2 separate regions of the Hordeum vulgare genome follow, and region 2 is linked to region 1. Evidence: chromatin contacts called from public Hi-C data. All regions are on one chromosome and are shown on one strand. The core of a region is the stretch at or near the end of the contact, and the rest is flanking DNA. Distances in the headings are between cores, read along the strand shown. Region 1 holds the start of LOC123443748 (glyoxylate/succinic semialdehyde reductase 2, chloroplastic). Region 2 holds the start of LOC123439916 (NDR1/HIN1-like protein 13).

Evidence for each region. Hi-C and Micro-C count contacts between places; a contact is called where the count stands out from the background.
Region 2: a contact with region 1 is called in a Hi-C map of seedling, with 5 times the contacts expected there. The contact joins the promoter of LOC123439916 here to the promoter of LOC123443748 in region 1. A contact is called at or near these places in 4 of 6 Hi-C or Micro-C datasets (leaf and seedling) and 1 of 1 datasets of contacts at active chromatin or transcription factors (embryo).

Annotation. Positions count from the first base shown.
Region 1 is chr3H:325,510,768-325,514,193 of MorexV3_pseudomolecules_assembly, reverse strand. LOC123443748 (glyoxylate/succinic semialdehyde reductase 2, chloroplastic) reads left to right here and starts at 1,341. Exons shown (of 12, transcript XM_045120269.1): 1 at 1,341-1,568; 2 at 1,672-1,765; 3 at 1,978-2,043; 4 at 2,772-2,847; 5 at 2,949-3,004; 6 at 3,163-3,247; 7 at 3,384-3,426. The coding sequence starts at 1,463.
Region 2 is chr3H:325,730,949-325,734,017 of MorexV3_pseudomolecules_assembly, reverse strand. It overlaps LOC123439916 (NDR1/HIN1-like protein 13), which reads right to left and starts at 1,582. Exons shown (of 1, transcript XM_045116535.1): 1 at 420-1,582. The coding sequence starts at 1,393. The coding sequence ends at 527.

The sequences.
Region 1 (3,426 bases), core at 92-2,591:
CTATTACAAAAACTGAAAATTGGTCTTTTTTGTAAAATTTTAACATTTGGGTTGTTTTCAGCAAATTACAAAGCAATTGTGGTGGTATTTTTATAACTAGATGATGCCCCGCGCGTTGCTGCAAAAAACATGATAAATAGATATATAAATAGGTGTTGAAAAACAAAATCTATTTGCTAAAAACATATTAGTATTGCTCTCGTTTTATATTTCAAGAATAATAAATCATATGAAGCATTTAACAAAGAGATGCATAAAAAAGTGTAACATGATCTACATATATTTGCTCTAAAGTATACACCGTTTTATTCTCATAACAAAAATTAGTGAAATAATGTGTAGATTAGTGCACACATTATAACTTATGACCACATGTATGACTTGATGATGTCGCATGGTTACATAAAAAAATTATGACTAAATGCATGACTGATAATGTGACATGGTTGCATGAGAAGAAATAATAGGTAGTAGGTTACAACTACTCCGTATTTAAGAATAGAAGATTTAGTCCGTTAATAGTATAGCCAACTGCTGGCTATAAGCAGTTTTATAGCTCATCTTATAGCTAACTTGTACAATAGTTAGCTATAAAAGAGTACTACTTTTATCATATATGGTCCACCTTTCATTCTCACAAAGCACCTAGGAGCACGTGCTAGAGCTGGCTCTTCACGAAGAGTCCGCTTCCCTTCTCTCTTCTTTTCTCTCTCATCCAACTCAGTAAAAATATACTTCCTCCGTTCCTAAATATAAGACATTTTAGAGATTGCACTATAAACTACATACGGATGTACATAGACATATTTCAGAGTATAGATTCATTCATTTTGTTCCTTACGTAGTCTCTTATAAAATTCCTAAAAGGTCTTATATTTTGAAACGAAGGGAGTAGTATTTTAATTCTTACAGTCTGCTGACTGTACCTTATTGTACTTGCTCTTGGTTAATAGTATAGCCAACTGCTGGCTATAAGCAGTCTTATGGCTTATCTTATAGCTAGCTTGTACAATAGTTAGCTATAAAAGAGTACTACTTTTATCATATATGGCTCACGTTTCATTCTCACAAAGCGCCTAGGAGCCCGTGCTAGAGCTGACTCTTCACGAAGAGCCCGCTTCCCTTCTTTCTTCTCTTCTCTCTCATACAACTCAGCAAAAATATACTCCCTCCGTTTCAAAATTATTGTCTCAAGCTTAGTACAAATTTGTACTAGAGCTAGTACAAAGTTAAAACACTTATTTTAGAACGGAGGGAGTAGCATTTTAATCCTTACAGTGTGCAGACTGACCTTGTACTTGCTCTAACCGGAGCGGGGTTCGGATCGGGTGGCGCAGCCGCGTCGCGTTGGGCTCGCACGCTGTCCCAGATCACGCTTTTGCGACCGCGGATCCGCGACCACCAGCAGTTGTAGCTTCGTCGTCGCGGAGCTCGAATCTTATCCCGCTTATTATCTGCATCCATGGCCGCGGCCAGCTTCCTCCTCAGCCCCAGGGTGACGCTGCCCCTGCGCCGAGGATCCCGCCTCCTCGTGTCCTGCTCCGCCTCTTCGTCGTCCTCCTCGTCAGGTGTCGGCTCCCTTCTTCGGTTCAGCAGACGCAGCTGTGTATGTAGTGTAGTTGAAAGATTCAATGTAGTACTAGTACTTATCAGATTCTTCTTGCGTCTCAGATGCTGCTGGAGGGATGGGATTCCAGGGAAGGGTGGGGTTCTTGGGCCTCGGGATCATGGGCGCCCCCATGGCATCAAACCTCATCAAGGCTGGGTGATTCCCTTCTCTTCTACTTCTGTCTCTCTTCCTTCTTTTCCCTTTTGTTGTTACCGGGAAACATACAGTTTTACTTTGGTACCTTGTCTTCTTGTCTTGGATTTTTATACATTTCAAATCAGTATTATGCTTATGCTTTTACTGACTGGTGATCAAAATATCGAATGTATGGTTTTATGCTTATGCTTTTACTGACTGGTGATCTGCAGTTGTGATATTACAGTTTGGAACAGAACCAAGAGCAAGTGCGATCCTCTTCTCAGCCTCGGTGCCAAGTATGCTCCACATCAACTCAATTGTGATCTACAACCATCTTCTACTTATTAAATATGTGCCATTTCCTAAACAACTACCTGAGGGATTGTCTGTAGCTCGTGGATTCGGGCCGAAACCACACCACCTCATAACTGAAACTTGATATAACTATAAAACTCTCACATGTTCACTAGTAAACACAACTACATTTTTCTTCTCTGACTACCTTGTTCTGCTCTACTTTATTTGAAAACATTATATTTTCCTAAAATCTTGTACATCTAGATAGCTAGCCCCCGCTACTATATTAATATCAACATGCAAGCATGCCACCTCATCATGTAACATGCATGGGAAAAGGTCCACCTCAACATCCAAACATGCATAAGAATTTCCATTCTATTATGCTATTTATATTTAATAAAAAATATACAACTACACAGTAATCAAACATAATATATCATTTATATTTTCTTTTTATAGTTATCATATTGTTACTCCAAATACCCATATAACCAAATATATTACAAAACATTCCCGCAACAACGTGCGGGGTATCATCTAGTTCCACTAAAAACTGTTCCCACTTGAAAGAGACCAAAGATTATGGTGTGAATGGATTTAGTCTATTAGATAGTTCATGTTGTTGATGTTGATCAAAGTTAAGAGACAGTATTGCGTGTAACAAAAGATGTAAGCAACACTCCGTTTGATTGACTCTCTCATACAAGAGGATGGCTTCCTACAGGTTCGAATCTTCGCCCGCCAGAGTTTCATCATCCTGTGATGTCACCTTTGCAATGCTTGCTGACCCAGAAAGCGCGGTATAAGTTCCGTTTCAGCATTCCAATGGCCATTTCTTTTATTCATGAAGTCTCGGCATGATAACATACCTAATCATGTCCATAAACGATTTGTTTCAAAGTTTGAGGTTGCATGTGGGGCTAATGGAGCCGCAGAAGGGATGGCCCCAGGGAAAGGGTAAGTGCTAACTAATTGCTCTCAAGAAAAAGGGTTAAAAATTCCAGAGCATTTGCAGAACAGCAGAAGTAGACCTTAAAAACATCATATTTTCTCTTGCTTGTCCGTCATAGGTATGTCGATGTTTCGATCATATTTGTCTTGCTTGTCTGCCGTAGGTATGTCGATGTGTCAACAGTCGATGATGCAACATCTAAGCTAATTGGCAAACGTATTACAAGTACTGGGGCATCTTTTCTCGAGGTAGTTTTTGGTCCATATCATTGGTTGTACTGTTCCTGTATGTAATTGTTGATTTTGTTGTGTGGATGTGCAACTAGCAATGTAATTTCAGTGCTTCTACTCTTGGTCCAATGTTTAGTTGATGATTTTTCAGTAGGCTCCAGTTTCAGGCTCAAAAAAGCCAGCAGAAGATGGACTGC
Region 2 (3,069 bases), core at 333-2,832, 220 kb before region 1:
TCTTTTCTTTTCTTTCCAGGCCCAGCCGCCTATCCACAGTTCACTTACATGCTGTCCCGGAAACCGATGGGCCCGCACGTCGGCGTCGGCGTCGGCTGCCAGCCATGGTACAGCTGTGCCCCGGATGAGAGGAGAAGATAGATTGAGGAAACGGGAGGGAGAGAAACCGAAAAGGAAATCGAGCTGGAGATAGCTTGTGTTGACGCCACCGACGCGCGTGCGCCGAATCGCTCGCCTACTGCAGTTCGCCTCCTTCCATTTCTTCTCAGCTGCCGGTTTCACTGTGGTGTGGTGTGGTGTGGTCACTAGTACGTACCGTTCTTGCAGAATTATGCCCATCTGTAGCATAGCATAGATCTATGCGGCCTACTTAGCTTGTGACAAAAGGATGGATGGATGAGAGTAGCAAGCAGCAACCAGGAGGAAGATAGAATCATATAAACTATACTCCAATAAATCCACATACAGTGTGAAAAAGGTTAAACCAAACCAAGAAAAATCCCTCCTCTCCCTACCCACAAATGCATCAAAACGTCCAAATCCAGATCTTGACGCGCAGCTTACACTTTGCGTCCGTCGTCGCCGCCCCGCCGCCTCCGGAGGAAGACGACGACAGCCTGATCTTAGACCGGGTGGGTGCAGGCGCCGCGGCCACGATGATCGGCGCCGGGGAGGGCGCCGGCTTGGCCAGCCCCGCGCTGAAGCCGCTGCACAGCACACGGACGTTGATGCGCTTCGACTTGAACTTCCCGATCTGGAACCCCACCTTGGAGTCCATCTCCACTGACATCGCGTGAGACTTCTTGGATCTGAGACTGGCCGCCTGCACAGGGTCCACCGTCGCGGCGGCCGCCGAAGCCGCCCCCTTGATGACCGTCGTGTTGCGACTTGGATGGACGAAACCCGGCACGGTGCCGTCCCCGATGTCCGTGCCGTCGGCCGCGAAGGCAGCCCCGATGTCGCCGTACACGAACGCGATCTTCTCGTTGGGGTTGCGCGCGGTCACCGTGAACTCGATGCGGGAGGTGACGGAGTCGGAGTCCGAGACGTTCAGCGCCGCCAGACGGAGCGACGTCACGGCGAAGGTCGGAAGCTCCGGGTGGTAAATCACGTAGAACACCCCCAACGCGATTGCTCCAAGGAACACCAGCCCCACCAACACCAGCGTCAGCCACAGGCAACACGCGCAGCACCACCCGCGCCCGCTCCTCCGGCGGCGCGGTGGCTGTTGCATCGGCTTCGGCCGGTACATCGGCGGGGGCGGGACGCGGCCGGGCACCATGGGCGGAGGCCGAGGTGGCCCTACGCCGCCGCCGTTCGCCGTGCCGTTGGCGGACCGCGGCGCCGCCACAGGGACAGGCTTGGAGGCCGGCGCGTACGCCCGGTCGCCCATTTCTTGGCCTCTGCTGCTTCTTCTGGGCTTGGGGAAGGAGAAGGCTTGGGGAAGGAGAAGGGGGGAGTAAAAGAGACTGGGGGGAGAAACGCGAAGAAGACGGGCGCAATAAGTGGCCGCATTTATATATACACTGTATATATTGTGCTAGTGCTAGTACTGCGTGTTTGCTTGCTCGTGTCGTGTGGGCGTTTAGGCATGGGAAACGCTTCTCACCAGAAGTCTGGTGCGTAGCATTCGTCGGACCAGTTGTCGACTGTCGATTCTTCTTTGATCTCACGGTCGAGAGAAGCAAGCAAAACCAGTATTTTTATGCTCCAAAAGAACCCGATTTTCATGCCCATGATCCCGTGATCTCTCCTTATCCGGTTATCCCGTATTAATTGGCCCAAACAAATCAACCCAGTGCCCATCTCTCTGCTCGTTCCCTGCTCTCGCCGCCCTGGCTCTCTCCTCATCCAGTATCGCGTCTAACCTCTCTGCGGCGCCTCCGCTCAACCAAACCGGTGTGTCGTCCCGTTTGATGGCCACGCGAGAAAGGACCTGTCAGTGTACGCCCTCGCGAGCTCCCAGTCGTGCTGATCTCCACCATGGCCAGCCGGCGAGGCCCTACTCCGTTGTATGCCTGCGGTTCACCTCGTCAGACTGTCTTCTCTGTCTGGCAATGAAGCCATCACAACTAAAGTTCCGCAGGATTCGCCCACCGAATACCCATCTGACCTAGCGTTTGATTCGCGTCTCTTGACATTGTTCATATTTTTCAGTTACTACTCCCTCCGTTTCTAAATATAAGTCTTTGTAAAGATTTCACTAGTGGACTACATACGGATGTGTATAGACATACTTTAGAGTGTATATTCAATCATTTTGCTTGGTATGTAGACATCTAGTGAAATCGCTTAAAAGACTTATATTTAGGAACAGAGGGAGTAGTTAATTTTGGCATAACTGTGTTCTCAGATTTGTGTGATCTCGTTGCGTGGATGCTATGGTGTACTATGGTTTATTCTGTGTCTACGAGTGTGAAATAGTTGTGATGTATATTATGTACGCGGTCACTAGATCATCAACTAATTTATATGAAATTCGTATATCGTACAAATATGCCCCCCCCCCCCGCCCCGCCGGTTGGTGCTAATAGTAGTTTTTGTTCCATTTCAAATTTCCATGGTTTCAAGTGGTACTACTTATGTACCCAATTCCTTTTTTCGTGTTACTACAATGTAATCGTTTAGATAGATAGTTTATCACGCATGGATCAAGTGCAAATCCATCGATTGTACATATCGAGGACACAAAAGATGCATCCTTATGTTGGTCGCAAGCTTATTTTGTTTCATTATCATTGTTTTATACTATGCTTCCAACCAAGGTGAGTAATGTTGAGTTGTCATATTTTCATCCTTTCTACTTTTTTCATTATTGTCTTAAACAAATAATCTTCTAAACTGTGTCTAGTAGCAACATGTTCATATTTGCTAACATAGCACATATATTAGTGGAGCTGCAACAATGAAGCATAGAGAAGCATAGGGTATGCTTCTTGCCATCCACCACACTGCACATGTTCTCTCCGACAACACCGCCCTAATTCCATCCGCGGTGCATCGTGCTTCAAACCCACCTACACCGGTTCCACCCACACACACATGCAGGACCTGGCCAAGAGGGATGCA